2 separate regions of the Sus scrofa genome follow, and region 2 is linked to region 1. The links are chromatin contacts, called in public promoter capture Hi-C maps. All regions are on one chromosome and are shown on one strand. Each heading gives the region's core, a stretch centred on a gene start, on an enhancer-like site or on the middle of the called end of the contact. The rest is flanking DNA. Distances are from core to core; before and after follow the strand shown.

Evidence for each region. Promoter capture Hi-C pulls out the DNA fragments that hold promoters and counts their contacts.
Region 2: a contact with region 1 is called in a promoter capture Hi-C map of liver, with 3 times the contacts expected there. The contact joins the promoter of NIT2 here to the promoter of ZBTB11 in region 1. A contact is called at or near these places in 1 of 5 promoter capture datasets (liver) and 1 of 2 datasets of contacts at active chromatin or transcription factors (alveolar macrophages).

What each region holds. Positions count from the first base shown.
Region 1 is chr13:157,420,229-157,423,637 of Sscrofa11.1, forward strand. ZBTB11 (zinc finger and BTB domain-containing protein 11) reads left to right here and starts at 1,796. Exons shown (of 11, transcript XM_003132695.5): 1 at 1,796-2,351. The coding sequence starts at 2,042.
Region 2 is chr13:158,651,509-158,654,917 of Sscrofa11.1, forward strand. It overlaps NIT2 (nitrilase family member 2), which reads right to left and starts at 1,587. Exons shown (of 10, transcript NM_001244342.1): 1 at 1,541-1,587. The coding sequence starts at 1,568.

The DNA.
Region 1 (3,409 bases), core at 546-3,045:
AGACCCCTAGCCTGGGAACCTCCATATGCTGTAGGTGTGGGTCTAAAAAGACCAAAAGAAAAAAAAGGTTTTGGTTGGAAAAAAGCAATTGTAAGTAATTAAAAAAAAAATGAAATTAGAAGCTAGTCCTGAATAGGGAAAATTTAAAAACCAATCAAAATGCCCAACTTGAGCACAGAGCAACATGTTCTTTTGGTCACAGAATAAAATGTCCCCTTAAAGCATGGCTTTTTTGGCCTAAATGTCTTAAAGTGGAAGTACCCATTCTGATATCCTGGAGGAGACATAAACACTACCTGTTCTCACAGAACAGTAAGTAGCTTTTCTCAGGAAGACACTGGACCACGTGTAAAACACTATTGAAACATTTCTCTGTTGTCTCGAAGAATCAAATTTTAGTGGGCTTCTCAGTGCTTTCACAGGTTGTATCTTAACAAACAGTGCAGGGGAATTTCTTTTAACTTGGCTTCTCTGCCACATACATGACTTGATTACCCAACAATTTTAATATACTTAGTTTCACAGGAAAACAGTGGTAGTGCTGACCCAGCACAATACCCTTGGAAGGGTGGATCTGGACCACCCACTCTGGGTGCCCCACCCCGTGGAGGCGGGGGAGGAATGCGTGTCTGCTTCTAATACCTCCTACCCCAACGGTAATTTGTGGAATGAGCAGCCTATGTAAACCCTAATCCTGGCAGCTGTATTTTCTGGGCCTGGCAGTTCAGGTACCAATAGCTAGAATATTAAACTGCCTTAAGTATCTCTGGCCGTTAGGAAATTCTGACACCCCCCCCTCTTTCCCCCGCCCCCGCTGCCCAAGCACGGTGCAGACTGCACTCCATTCTTTGAGCCTACTGCTTTCAACTGTGGTCTGTCTTCACTTGTATCCGTAAGGGTTAGACCCTCACCCAAGCGACTGCAGACTCCAGGATGGGATGTAAGAGGGTTGGCCCAGGGTTTTCAGGCTCCAGTTTAAGCACTAACAGCGCTCTACCCCAGTAGCTTTAAATGTCATAGGCCTGTGTCTCTAATCTGCGTTGCATATCCGACCTAGGGACGGGTTGACCAGGACCGCTCCAGGCTAAATATCTCAACTAGAATGCACATTGGAAAACGTAGGTCGAATTACCTTGGCCTTTTGTGCCTTCAATATATGTTGGGTGTAAAATGGAAAATTTTTCCTCCCAAGCTAATGTGAAAATATATGTAAATAAGCTGTAAGGAAATAGTGTTAGCTAGTCTAAGTGCCCTCACTGGTAGAAAATCATCACTGAATCAACCGATAATTCCAGGAAAACCATGCGTAGTTTTGAACCAGCTGATTCTTAGAAATTACAGTAACTCCTATAACGGAGAGACTTGGATTTTATAACACTGGAAGCTACATTTCCGTGTAAAAGGGCATTCTTTGGTCTTGTATCCCTTGACTAATACTTTACTAAGAGCCTCAAAATCTGGCGTATTTGCGTTGTCGAGGGTCTCCAAGCGTCGTCACGTAGGAAAAAAAGGCTCCTTTACATCCTAAGGTATCACCGAGGGTATAAACAACTGCCCACAAGCTCCTACACGTGCTCAGAGCATGGGAAAGAAGGGAAAAATCAAAAGGGAAATTGCCAGGACTTAAGATGTCTGCCCCAAACCACTTCTGTCTCCCCAGAAGGGCCTACCCGCTTCCAAAATGTCCGACCGCAGTCCTGACGTCACTCAGTCCGCTAGATCAATCCAGAAAGCCTCTGCACTCCAGCTCCAATCAGGGCTTAGTCCCCTCACCCACTGCCCTTGATTTGCGTCACTTCCGGTGGTGCAGCAGCCATTTTGTCAGTCGCCAGCGGATCCCGCGCGCTGGAGAAGTGCAGTTCCCCCTGGTTACCAACTCGTCGGTTCTCCCTCCGCGCTGCGGGCGCCGTCGAAGAGTATTCACCACAGACACAGTCGTAACTCCCTACAGTGCTGCCGCCGTTGTTGCATCCGCCTGGAGCCAGTGCACTGTTTTTCTCTCCTGCCATTGACAGGCGCCCTCAGGGAGCCGCCGTCAGCGATGTCAAGCGAGGAAAGCTACCAGGCCATCCTGCGCTACCTGACGAACGAGTGCGAGCCATACGCGCCGGGCACCGAGGGCAATGTTAAGCGTAAAATCCGTAAGGCAGCCGCCTGCTACGTGGTGCGCGATGGGACCTTGTACTACCAGCGACGGCAGAGGCACCGCAAGACCTTCGCCGAGCTGGAGGTAGTGCTGCAGCCCGAGCGGCGCCGGGGTCTCATCGAGGCGGCGCACCTGGGTCCAGGCGGCACTCACCACACCCAGCATCAGACCTGGCACGACTTGTCCAAGACGTATTGGTGGCGAGGTAGGACCTCGCCCGCGGCAAGGGGGAGGGCGGGCGGCTTGCTGCCTGGCTAGGCCCGCAGGTGGAGGCAGGCCTGTGTGCATCGCCAGTGTGAGGGCCCGCACTGCTCCTCTCCGGCACCACTCGCCGGTCCAGCCTGGCCTGCGCTTAGCGGCGGAGTGGCTGCCAGGCGGAGCCGAGAGGGTGGGGGACGTGAAAGGAGCCGCACTTCCCACAGGAAGGAGGCCGGGGAAGCTGGGGGGCGGGTCCTGGCTCGGGGTGGGGCGAATGGGGGCTTCCCCGGGGGCCGGCCCAGCCACGGGGAGGGGCTGGGACTCGCGGGCGGCTCCCGGCCCTCCTCTTTCGGTAGCTCGGGAGGCGGTGGCTCCTGCTCTTGGCGGAAGTTTCTCGGCGGCGGGAGGCGGGCGGCGGTTGCGGTGCTCTGTATTGTGCGTTTTGAGTTCCTGTTTGTGCCGATGGTTGGGGGAAGGGACGGTCCGCCAAGAGTCCGGAAGCTTTCTGCAGGGCGTTCCACTAGGGTCTTGGCCAGTGGTTTTGAGGTTCTGCGTGTCCACTTGCCGGGATTCCTCATAGCACGCTACTGCGGCGTAATTAAGGAATCATGCGATTTTGTGCAGAAGTGATTTGGAGTGACTACGTGGAAACAGGGTTTTTTGGCTTTTGCTGTTGTTTGAAAGTCATTTTGGGCCCTAGTTTTTAGAGCAAGGATTTAATAGCAGATATTTTGAATTCTGAATGTTATATTTTTACATAGTGTTATAAGATTTTTTTTTAGTATATATCCCGTTGATAATGTGAAGAGCGCTTTGAAAACCCTGAAACACAACACATACCTGGGAAAGATGAAGTTTCTGTGATTGGTCAAGGAGTATAGCAACGAAGTTTCTTGACTCCTTAGGAAACAAGGGAGGAGAGAAAGAAACGGCCCTTGGTTTCTTTACTGTCCTCACTCTCCACAAAATTGGTGAATGTTTATATTGTTCTCTTAAAATTAGTAATAAAAGTTTGCAGGCCCATAAAAGGTTTTGTCAGGAGGGATTCGGTCACTCTCCGTACGG
Region 2 (3,409 bases), core at 337-2,836, 1.2 Mb after region 1:
ATCGAACCCGCAACCTCGTGGTTCCTAGTCGGATTCGTTTCCACTGCATCACGATAGGAACTCCAGGATAAAATATCTTAAGTAAACAAAAGAGAAACAGCATAAGGGATGTGCAGATCTTTTACACATATAAGCATCTGTGAGGTACTGCTAACAGTATTTTATAGATGAAGAAACAAGAGGCCTGCAGAGGGAAAGGAGCACAAAGCCAGTTAACAAAGTTAAATGGCACAGCCACAACCAAGCCAAAATCTAAGACTGAAGGGGCACATTGTTTGTTTTGGGGTGGGTGAGGTGAGGTCATGTAACTTGAAAACACTCCTCAAGGAAGTCAAATCAACATTACCATCAACCCCACCAAGCTCTCAAGTCCATCAGCCTCTTCTGAAAGATACAGTCACACTCAGGAGGTATGTAAAAGGACTTCTATACCCAGATCCTGAACGTCCATTCCACCAACTTGTGCTGTACTCCAGAGGTTGAAATGAAATACAGCACTTTCACAAATCTTACGGTCTTCAGGGAGCTTCACTAAACCTTGGTATGAACGATTTATGTTTATTTTACAGGACAGGAAACTGAGGTCCAGAGAGGTTAAATGACTTGACATGGGCTGAGCCAAGACTGTAATAATCCAGTCTTCAGACTTTGAGCCCAGAGCACTCCACTGCCTCATGTGAAAGAATCCTGCAAAGACCCGGGTACGAAGCTAGAAACTCACACCCCTGGGGCTGATCCAGAATAGGGATGTGTAATACCTAACCTGAAAGCTCAAGGTCCAGATGCAACCTGCCCAGTTTTTTGTTCAGAAGAAAAGGGCAATCATCGGTGGGTTTGAGGGGGTGCACACGGGAGCAAATTAACCAGTCCGCTTACCACACAAGCCCAAATCAAAGAAAACAGGTGCTTCATTTACACGTGACAAGGCTCAAACCACAAATAACTAGAATGATGCTTTGTGCAAAACCCAAGTTCAAAAATCAATCTAAGCCATAGCAAAAGTCTCCAGGACTCTCACAGGTCAGACTCTCACACTTTAAGTACCATAATTACCGAAAGCTTTTCAGAAAGAACACTGTCTTGGGGCGAGGGGGAGGCGGCGAGCAACTGGGAAGACTACAGGGAAGGTGCGTAATTTGCATTTTTAATGAGCACCCGCCCGCGCCTTCCCGCCCAAGTGATTCTGGAGTAGTTGGGCACGGAACTCATCTGGAGTCGCAGTCTTACGTGTCACAGGAGCACAGTGGGGAGCAAAGTGAGGGCCTATCAGGGGCAGAGACCCGGAGCTCCCGCGGTCCCGTCTGGAAGCCCGGAAGCCCGGCCACCGCACCGCGCTGCGCTCCAAGGCCTCCTCCCCGTGACGCCGCCGCGCACCACTCTCGCCGCTCGGGTCCCCAGCCCCGCGGACACAGGAGCAGGGAAGGCCATGAGTGCAGCGGAGATACGGGGCGGAGACGAGTGGCCAAGCCGGCAAGGTCCTCCCCTGGCGCCATACCCGAAGCCTCCCCTCCAGGTGAGTTCAGGCCGCCGCGCAACTTACTAGCCATTGCTTTGTCGAGAAGCACCATGGCCTCCTAGGGCTGAACTGAGGTCACTGGGCCGACGGCGGCGCCGCGAAGGGCGGGGCAAAGCCGCGCGTCTGGGGCGGGGCCGCGGCGCCGAGGCCCGCCCCTACCCCTCCTTCGGGCCTGCCCCCTCCGCGGGAAGGGTGTTGTCTTTGCTTCTCTCCTCAAACAACTTTTAATCGCCCGTTGTTTTCCATCATCCCTGTAGTCAGATCCTCGAAAGACAAAGGGATGACTTAAATCGAGGTGGCGTGCTAATAAATGTTTAACAGCCGGTCTCTCGGTTTCTCAGCAAAAGGACTGAACCTCTAGACTGAACCTCTATCTGGTTGGATCACCTGTGGGGCCAGGAGAGATACCACTTGCTGATTGCCTTGGTCTATTTGAACCAGTCGCTGTAAGAGGAATGAAATTTCTATAGGTTGATTTAGGCACTCTAGACGTCACTGGGGTCGTACTACAAGGCTGCTACGTAATGGGGAAGGCGAAAAGAGAAACTTAAAAGTTTAGACAGAATATCCTCAACAATAATTCAGTCCTCTAATACGCTGAAATCTGCTAATATTGTTTTAGGATATTTGCATTTATATTTATTAGTCAGGACTGTGTTTTGACTTTTGTGTTTTGTGTGTGCTTTTCTCAGGTTTGGGGATCAAAAATCATAAAACGAGGCACAACATTGTGAATCAATATACTCAATTTTTTAACATCATAAAAAGTTTGCTATCCTTTTTAATGCTCTGGAATTGTTTAAGAAATTATGTTGAAGTGGAAATTATTTTTTTTAGGGTCGCAGCACATGTAAATTCCCTTGCTGGAGGTGGAATCAGAGCTACTGCTGCCGATCTAGGACACAGCAACGCGGAATCCGAGCTGCTTCTGCGACCTGATCCTTAACCCACTGAGCAGGGCCAGGGGTCGAAACCACATCCTCATGGATACTAGTCGGTTGTTTCTGCTGAGCCACAAGGGGAAATCCCTGGATCTTAGTTTTTTAAAAGGATACTTTAAAAAAACAAACAAGTTTCCGTTTTGGCGCAGTGGAAACAAATCCGACTAGGAACCATGAGGTTGTGAATTCGATCCCTGGCCTTGCTCAGTGGGTTAAGGATACAGCGTTGCCATGAGCTGTGGTGTAGGTCCCAAATGCAGCTCGGATCTGGCGTTGCAGTGGCTGTGGTGTAGGCCGATGGCTACAGCTCCAATTCGACCCCTGACCTGGGAACCTCCATATGCCCCTTGGCCCTAAAAAGACCAAAAAACAAACAAACAAACAAAAAAACAGGAGTTCCCTTCCTGGCTCAGCGATTGACTATCCCAACTAGGAACCATGAGGGTGCATGTTGGATCCCTGGCCTTGCTCAGTGGGTTAAGGATCTGGCGTTGCCATGAGCTGTGGTGTGGGTCACAGATGCGGCTGGGATCTGAAGTTGCTGTGGCTGTGCTGTAGGCTCGCAGCTGTAGCTCTGATTGGACCCCTAGCCTGGGAACTTCCATATGCCACAAGTCTGGCCCTAAAACGTAAAAAAAGAAAAGAAAAGAAAAGAAAAAAAAGCCCACACACATTTGGGGGACAATTAGGGACATTTAAATATGAACTATGTTTGATGCTTTAATGACTTCATGTGATAATTGTATCATGATTATTATCTTCATTCTGAGGAGTTTCATGCTGAAGCATTTAGGGGTGAAGTGTAAGAATGTCTGGGTTGACAATGATCAACAGAAAGAAAATATGTGCTTATATAGAGATAAACCAAATATGGCAAAATGTTTATTGAATCTGGGAGGAGGGTATATAGCTGTTCATGGTACGATTTTAAGACTTTTTAATTTTTTTGTAA